Regions from separate parts of the Mus musculus genome. Here region 2 is linked to region 1. Evidence: chromatin contacts called from public targeted proximity ligation data. All regions are on one chromosome and are shown on one strand. The core of a region is the stretch at or near the end of the contact, and the rest is flanking DNA. Distances in the headings are between cores, read along the strand shown. Region 1 has its middle 96 kb from the start of Gda. Region 2 has its middle 38 kb from the start of Gda.

Evidence for each region.
Region 2: a contact with region 1 is called in a targeted proximity ligation map of bone marrow-derived dendritic cells, with 7 times the contacts expected there. A contact is called at or near these places in 1 of 39 promoter capture datasets (liver), 140 of 484 Hi-C or Micro-C datasets (3T3-L1-derived adipocytes, the 63-12 cell line, the AML12 cell line and 77 more) and 18 of 130 datasets of targeted methods (the 230-238 cell line, the G1E-ER4 cell line, the NIH/3T3 cell line and 13 more).

What each region holds. Positions count from the first base shown.
Region 1 is chr19:21,375,159-21,378,756 of GRCm38.p6, reverse strand. No RefSeq gene overlaps it. Among named protein-coding and RNA genes, the nearest start is that of Gda, 96 kb to the left of the region's middle.
Region 2 is chr19:21,508,454-21,512,051 of GRCm38.p6, reverse strand. No RefSeq gene overlaps it. Among named protein-coding and RNA genes, the nearest start is that of Gda, 38 kb to the right of the region's middle.

The sequences.
Region 1 (3,598 bases), core at 432-2,931:
TTTTTAGGATACAAATTTATGGGGCTGGAGAGAAGGCTCAGTGGCTAGGAGTCCTGGCTGCTTTTCCAGAGGGCCGAGGTTCAATTCCTAGCACAGCTCACAACCATCTGTAACTCCGGTTCTAGGGGATCCAACACCCTCTTCTGGCCTCTGAACTCAGGCGATGCACGCATATACATGCAGACAAAACACCACTACACATATTAAAATAAAAAAAAGAACCAATTTATACATTTGCTTAGGTGGCAATTACCTAGTTCTTCAGGATCTCATTGTAGCTTTGACTGATGGGGTCTCCTGCTCCCTTCCATGTGGTAAATGTGCTAGGAACTAGTCACTCATGATAGAAGCCTGGGGGAGTGAAGAGATACAAAGGTCACTAGATGCCACTTACAGAGTAAGTAACTAGTAAGGACAAATTCAGCTGAGGAATGACCAGGTCCATTTGTAAAAGCAGTCACTGTTTTGAAGATGACTCCATGAACCAAAGACTACTTGTAAGACTGGAGAAATTTTCCCAGTCAGCAAGACATGAATGATAAGAGGACATTTGACCCTGTACTGACTGGTTTTGTGTGTCACCTTGACATAAGCTGGAGTTATCACAGAGAAAGGAGCCTCCCTTGAAGAAATGCTTCCATGAGATTCAGCTGTAAAGGCATTTTTTTTTTCAATTAGTGATCAAGGGTGGGAGGGCCCATTGTGGGTGGTGCCATCCCTGGGCTGGTAGTCCTGGGTTCTATAAGAAAGCAAGCTGAGCAAGCCAGGAGAAGCAAGCCAGTAAGAAACATCCCTCCATGGCCTCTGCATCAGTTCCTGCTTCCTGACCTGCTTGAGTTCCAGTCCTGACTTCCTTAAGCGATGAACAGCAGTATGGAAGTGTAAGCTGAATAAACGCTTTCCTCCCTAACTTGGTCATGATGTTTGTGCAGGAGTAGAAACCCTGACGAAGACAGGCCCCATTTGACACTGTAGGGAAAGACAAAGCTGGGCCATGGAATGGATCTTCTGTGAGCATGCCAAGGCCTGACTGTGAGGCACATTGCTGTGGAGAGGCTAGTGAAGGACCCAGTCAGTTACAATCCATGAAGTATTGTCTAAGACACTTAGACACTGTTAGTATAGCATTAGAACCCAAGGTTCTGTGTACCTCTGGAGGCCCTTCAATGCTATGTACTACCCAGACTAACTAAATGCCAACAAGCAGAGGAGCGTCAAATGCAGGGACATTCCAGGACCTCTATAAGATGAAGCATCTCTGTTTCTGAAGACACTTGGACAGCTCAGAAGGTGAGGCTCACCCAAGGGTGTGACTACTAAGTGTTATGCCCAGACTTTAGAGCCCCCCCAGACTGCCAAAGATCTCCAGGAGTCTAACTTGTGTGCAAAAGCAAAGAGTCTTTATTCAAGGTTGAGCTGAGGCCTCTCCAACCTTTCCAGTGCATGGGTATGGAAGATGCTAAGCTGGTATCAGTCTTGCTTTTTATACAGTTTAAGCTGGGTAAGGGGCTTTTCAACTTGGTAGTTACATGATTGGTTGACATTTCCGAAAGCATAGCTTGCATAAAATTTTAGCTAGCACCATAAACTTTAATATAACATGAGTCATTTGTCCTGGGCATGACACTAGGCATTTCCCCTTATCAAGGGTGGAGTGGCTGTAACTTGGGGGTGTCTTGGTTCCTGGAACAAGCTGTGGTTTTTCCAGTTACTGAGTTCAAACTGAGGACAAGCTGGACATGAGATGGAGTTTGAACATAAGACATAATTAATTGGCTGGGTCCTTCTCTAGCTTCCTCCACAGCAATGTGCCTCATGACCAGGCCTTGGCATGCTCACAGAAGATCCATCCCACTCCATAACATGGCTTTGTCCTCCCCTACTGTGCCAATCTGGGACAAAAGTGGGACAGCACTCATATCTGGCTGGTCTTCTGCTGTAGCTAGCAGAGTTTCCAGGTGCCAAATGCACTACAGCTATCAGAGGACATTCTACTTGTATAACGATTAAAGAAAAGGTAGATGACTCTGTTACAGAACCCAGTTCCCAACCTGCTGCTGGCATGGTTTGGAGGCCAGGCTCCTTTAGGGTTGGAAGTAGAATACTGCAGAGTCACAGGCTTCGTTATAGTTGACTGTAGTCCATGGGATGTTGACAACTGGGAGTTGAGAGCAGTGCCCTGGGAGGGCAGGGAGACCTAATTACCACAAAAAAAATGTCTTCCCAGTCAGCTGGTCCATATGCTTGCTTCAAACATGCCCACTCCCCTAAAGTCTCTCAGAGACTTCGGCATAGGACATTCTAATTGTTATCATAGCAACATGCCAGCATATTTAAGGAGAAAAATATTAGCCAAAATGTTTTCTGATGCTGGGCATGAGAGCGTACTCATGTAGTCCCAGCTCTTTTGGAAGCAGGAACAGGAAGGCCATAAGATCCCAACCAGTCTTATTAAGACCCTGTTTTATTCTTGACAAATAAAACAAAAATATGTTATAACAGGCTGTAACAAAATAGTAAAATAGTTGCCTACTGTGTACAAGGTTCTAGGTTCAATTCTAGAAACAACAACAACACATACACACACCCCCGCCCCCCCCCCACACAGATTTTACCATTTGGTCTAAGTGTAGTGTAATTGGTTAAGCAAAATATACACCAAGTTGTGAACCCTCCTTTTCCAAATGAGGAAAACCACGTCAAAAGAATAATCATGTAAGAGTTTTATGCCAATTTGGAAATGTCCATAAAATATTATATTAACATTAAGTTAAAATTCAAGTAATTTTTAAAAAAATTGTAAGTGGCTGGGCATAATGGCTCGTAAATACATTCTATCACTCAGAACACTGAGGCAGAGGAGAGTCACCAAAAGTTTGAGGCCATCCTGGTCTACATAAAGTTCCAGGTTAGCCTAAACTACAGAATGTGATCCTGTCTCAACAAACAGAAACACAAAAAATATGAACAACTTCTGGTTATTTGGGGGAAAAATTGTACAGCTTCTATCATGGAGTAATTTTCCTCAATTCATCAAATCCATAAATATCAGAAAATGTTAAATTATCCTTTAAAAATCAGTCAAAGGATAGGAGCCGTGCATTCGCAGAAGAAACGCGGTGAACTCTTTGTAAGAAATGCTGTTCATCTTTGCTAATAACAGGCGCCACTGTGGTTATAGTTCTTCAAACCCATAAAATATCAATCTTATATGTGGCCTTTCAATATAATGAATTATTTCTCTGTTGGTGACATGACCCAATTCAAGCCAGATTAGAGTATACAGAAAGGCAGGTTTATTGGGAAACCCACTCTCTGCTCACTGGTCCCAAGGACAAGACCAAGGAAGTCTCCATGAGGATAGAGACAGAGGGGACGAGGAGGAGAAAGAGAGAGGAGAGAGAAAGAGGAGAGGGGAGATAGAGGGGAGAGAGAAGGAGGAGAGGAAGGGCGGGGGAGGGAGGAAGGGGTAAGGGCAGAAGGGAGAGGGAGACAAGGGAGAGGGGTGAGAGGGGAAAAGGGTGAGAGGGCAGAGGGGAGAGAGGGAGAGGGGTGAGAGGACAAAGGGGAGGGGGGAAAGGGGACAGAAGGGAGAGGG
Region 2 (3,598 bases), core at 477-2,976, 130 kb before region 1:
AAATTTGTAAGAATTTTGTTATCTATTCTGGCTTGCTCTTCATTCCAAACAAAAAACAAAACAAACAAACAAACAAAACCCCCAAAACCTTCAGAATCTATTTGTTTAGTGCAAAAACTCTGGTGCCATTAATGAAATAGTTCCTTTATAACATTAAATCTTTGGCTTCAAATAGTACTAGGAATATTTTTCAAATAAAGTCTGTCAAGTTTAATACTAGATGTACACTTTATTGTTAAAGTTAAGTGTTTCTCAGTACAGGAAAAGTAGTTTTCAGCCTTTTGTGAAGTTTTCTTACTTTTAAAATGATTTTTTAGTGCATACTCCTGAGTTTCCAGATGTGCTATCATATCTGCTCCAAATAACAATAGTTCAGATTTGCTGTTATTTTTATTACTCTTATTTTATTTAATGCTGATAGTAACCCCAAAATAAAATAAGAAAGACATCCCTCTTTTTCTGATAAACCTGGCCTTGAAGCCCAATCTCTTGAAGCCTTCTCAGGACCAAGGGCCTTTCCTCTCATTGATGTCCAACAAGGCCATCCTCTGCTACATATGCAGCTGGAGCCATGGGTCCCTCCATGTGTACTCTTTGGTTGGTGGTTTAGTGTCTGGGAGCTCTGGGGGTACTGGTTAGTTCATATTGTTGTTCCTTCTATGGGGCTGAAAGTTCCTTCAGCTCCTTTCGTCCTTTCTCTAGCTCCTCCATTGGGGACCTTGTGCTCAGTCCATTGGTTGGCTAAGAGCATTCACCTCTTTGTTAGATACTGGCAGAGCCTCTCAAGAGACAGCTATATCAGGCTCCTGTCAGCAAGCACTTGTTGACATCCAAAAACTCCACCAGAGAACTCCTACAGCTAATAAACAACTTCAGCAAAGTGGCCAGATATAAAATTAACTCAAACAAATCGGTAGCCTTCCTATACTCAAGGATAAGCAAGCTGAGAAAGAAATTAGGGAAACGACACCCTTCACAATTGTCACACACAATACAAAGTATCTTGGTGTGACTCTAACCCAACAAATGAAAGATCTGTATGACAAAAACTTCAAGTCTCTGAAGAAAGAAATTGACGAAGATCTCAGAAGATGGAAAGATCTCCCATGCTCATGGGTTAGCAGGATAATATAGTAAAAATGGCCACCTTGCCAAAAGCAATCTGCAGATTCAATGCAATCCCTATCAAAATTCCAACTCAATTCTTCATAGAGTTAGAAAGAGCAATTCTCAAATTAATCTGAAATAACAAAACACCCAGGTTTGTGAAAACTATTCTCAACAGTAAAAGCACCTCTGGGGGAATCAACATCCCTGACCTCAAACTGTACTACAGAACAATAGTGATTAAAAAAACCTGCATGGTACTGGCACTGCGACAGGTAGGTAGATCAATGGAATAGAATTGAAGATCCAGAAATGAACCCACACACCTATGATCACTTGATTTTTGACAAAGGAGCTAAAACCTTCCAGTGGAAAAAAGACAGCATTTTCAACAAATGGTGCTGGTTCAACTGGTGGTTAGCATGCAGAAGAATGCAAATAGATCCATTCCTATCTCCTTGTACAAAGATCAAGTCCAAGTGGATCAAGGACCTCCACATAAAACCAGATACACTGAAACTAATAGAAAAGAAAAGTTACTGTGCTTAATAGAGGTCCATATCTTGCTGTACTTGGCTCTTGTATACAAGGCTAAGTGAACTCCCTCGGAAGACCACAAGGTGGAGTGTGGAGAGAGCCTGGGCAGCTTTTCTGATCAGTAGCATGAACCAGAGCTTGTGTGGAGCCATCTAGCACACCTCTCCCTGAAATAAGAGACGGGTTAAGTGGATGAGACTTGGGGTCCAAAATGTTTCTCGGATATTCTTCAGACATGTATGCACTTACAAATACACAACAAGGCTGTCTATAGATGCATACATTTCTATACATGAATCATGTAACTTACACAAATATGAAATCATGCAGTCCATGCTGTTTGGCAACTAGCTTGCTTCTCTTGTGGACACAGATCTAATCTTGTAGCTACACAGACACCTTCATCTTTTTAAGCTCTGTAGGAGGTGCCAGAAAGATTTCTGTCTGCTGCAGTTGTGTTTCTTTACTTATGAAAAGAAAATGACTCTTGTCAAAGAAAAGATTTCCATGCCTCCACATCTAATGAAGTATGTGTGTGGTATATTTGTGTGTATATGTGTTTGTGTGGTGTGTATGTGTGCATTCACATGTGTATGCCTGTATATATATGTAGGATGGGTGTGTATGTATATGTGTTAGTGGTGTGTGTATTTTGTGCATGCACGAGTCTGTGGGTACACATTCGTATGCATATGCCCATGAAAACACCATAAAAAGATGTTGGATGTCTTCCCTTGTGGATCTCCACTCTGAGGTAGGCTCTTTCCCTGAACTGGATGCTCAATGTTTCATCCAGACTGGCTCACTAGTTAGCCCCCCAGGACCCAGCTGTGCCTGCTCCCATGGGCATGCACCCGTGACCAACTTTTATGTGGACGTTGGAAATTGAACTCAGGCCTGCACGCTTCTATAGCAAGTGTTATTACTCACTGAGCCACAGTGAGTTCATTTCCCCACACATCTAATGTAGACATCCCTTGCTGTCATCTTCCTTGATGTGTGTTCTTTGTCGTTCTTATGGGGTGTATTTTCTTTGCTCCAAGCTACATAGCTTTAAAAGAATCGAGTCATGATTATAAGATAGAACAAGGTTCATTTTTTTTCTTGCTTTTTTTTAAAAAGTTTTTTTTTTCAAGCTGCCTGTCCTTGGATTTTCTGAAAGCAGGGGAAAAAAGCTCAAAAATGTTTAACTTGATGTTTGAAGAGGATATCTACTAATTATAGTTTGCAGGCATGTGCAACAAAATAACACACATGTGGATTACAGCACTTGGCACTCTGCTCACTCTGAGTGAAGTAGGCTATGATTAGTTGAGAATTATGTGGGTAGGACACAAATGAAGGGATTGTAACAATTAAGTGAAAAGACGTCGTTTTCTTCTTTTCATGTCAGTACATTTTAACGCCTTTCAGAAGCCAATCTCACTTAATTGAAATCGCTACAGGAGACTTAGGAGTACCTGTTCCAAGCTTTTAGTAACTTGTATAATTTGGAGCTGACACTGGGGACCAAGATTACAAAGCATAATGTTTATGTTGGTTAGGATGCAAAATGGACAGAGAAGAATGGAATCTCAGACACCTTGGGTTCTGGATGCCATAGCAAATTCATGTAGAACAACTGGTTTGATGGGACTTTTTCATGTCTCATCTGAGGGAGGGGACATATAAGGTCAAGCTGCTGGCAGACTCGGTGTTCTGCTGTGCCTTCTCTTTCTGGCTTATAGACAGTGGCTTCTCACAGTATCTCCACATGGGAAACCAAGGGCACTCTGCTGCCTCTGTCTGTAGTGGCCTTAATCCCATTGTAGGGGTGCTACCCTCAGTACTTCATCTACAATATGAACTGTCACACCTAGTCAATGTGGTGCTGGGGATCCAAGCCACAGAACCTCATGTGTGCTAGAATAACACTTTGTCATGCATTTCTCATATTAGCATAAAGACAAAATAA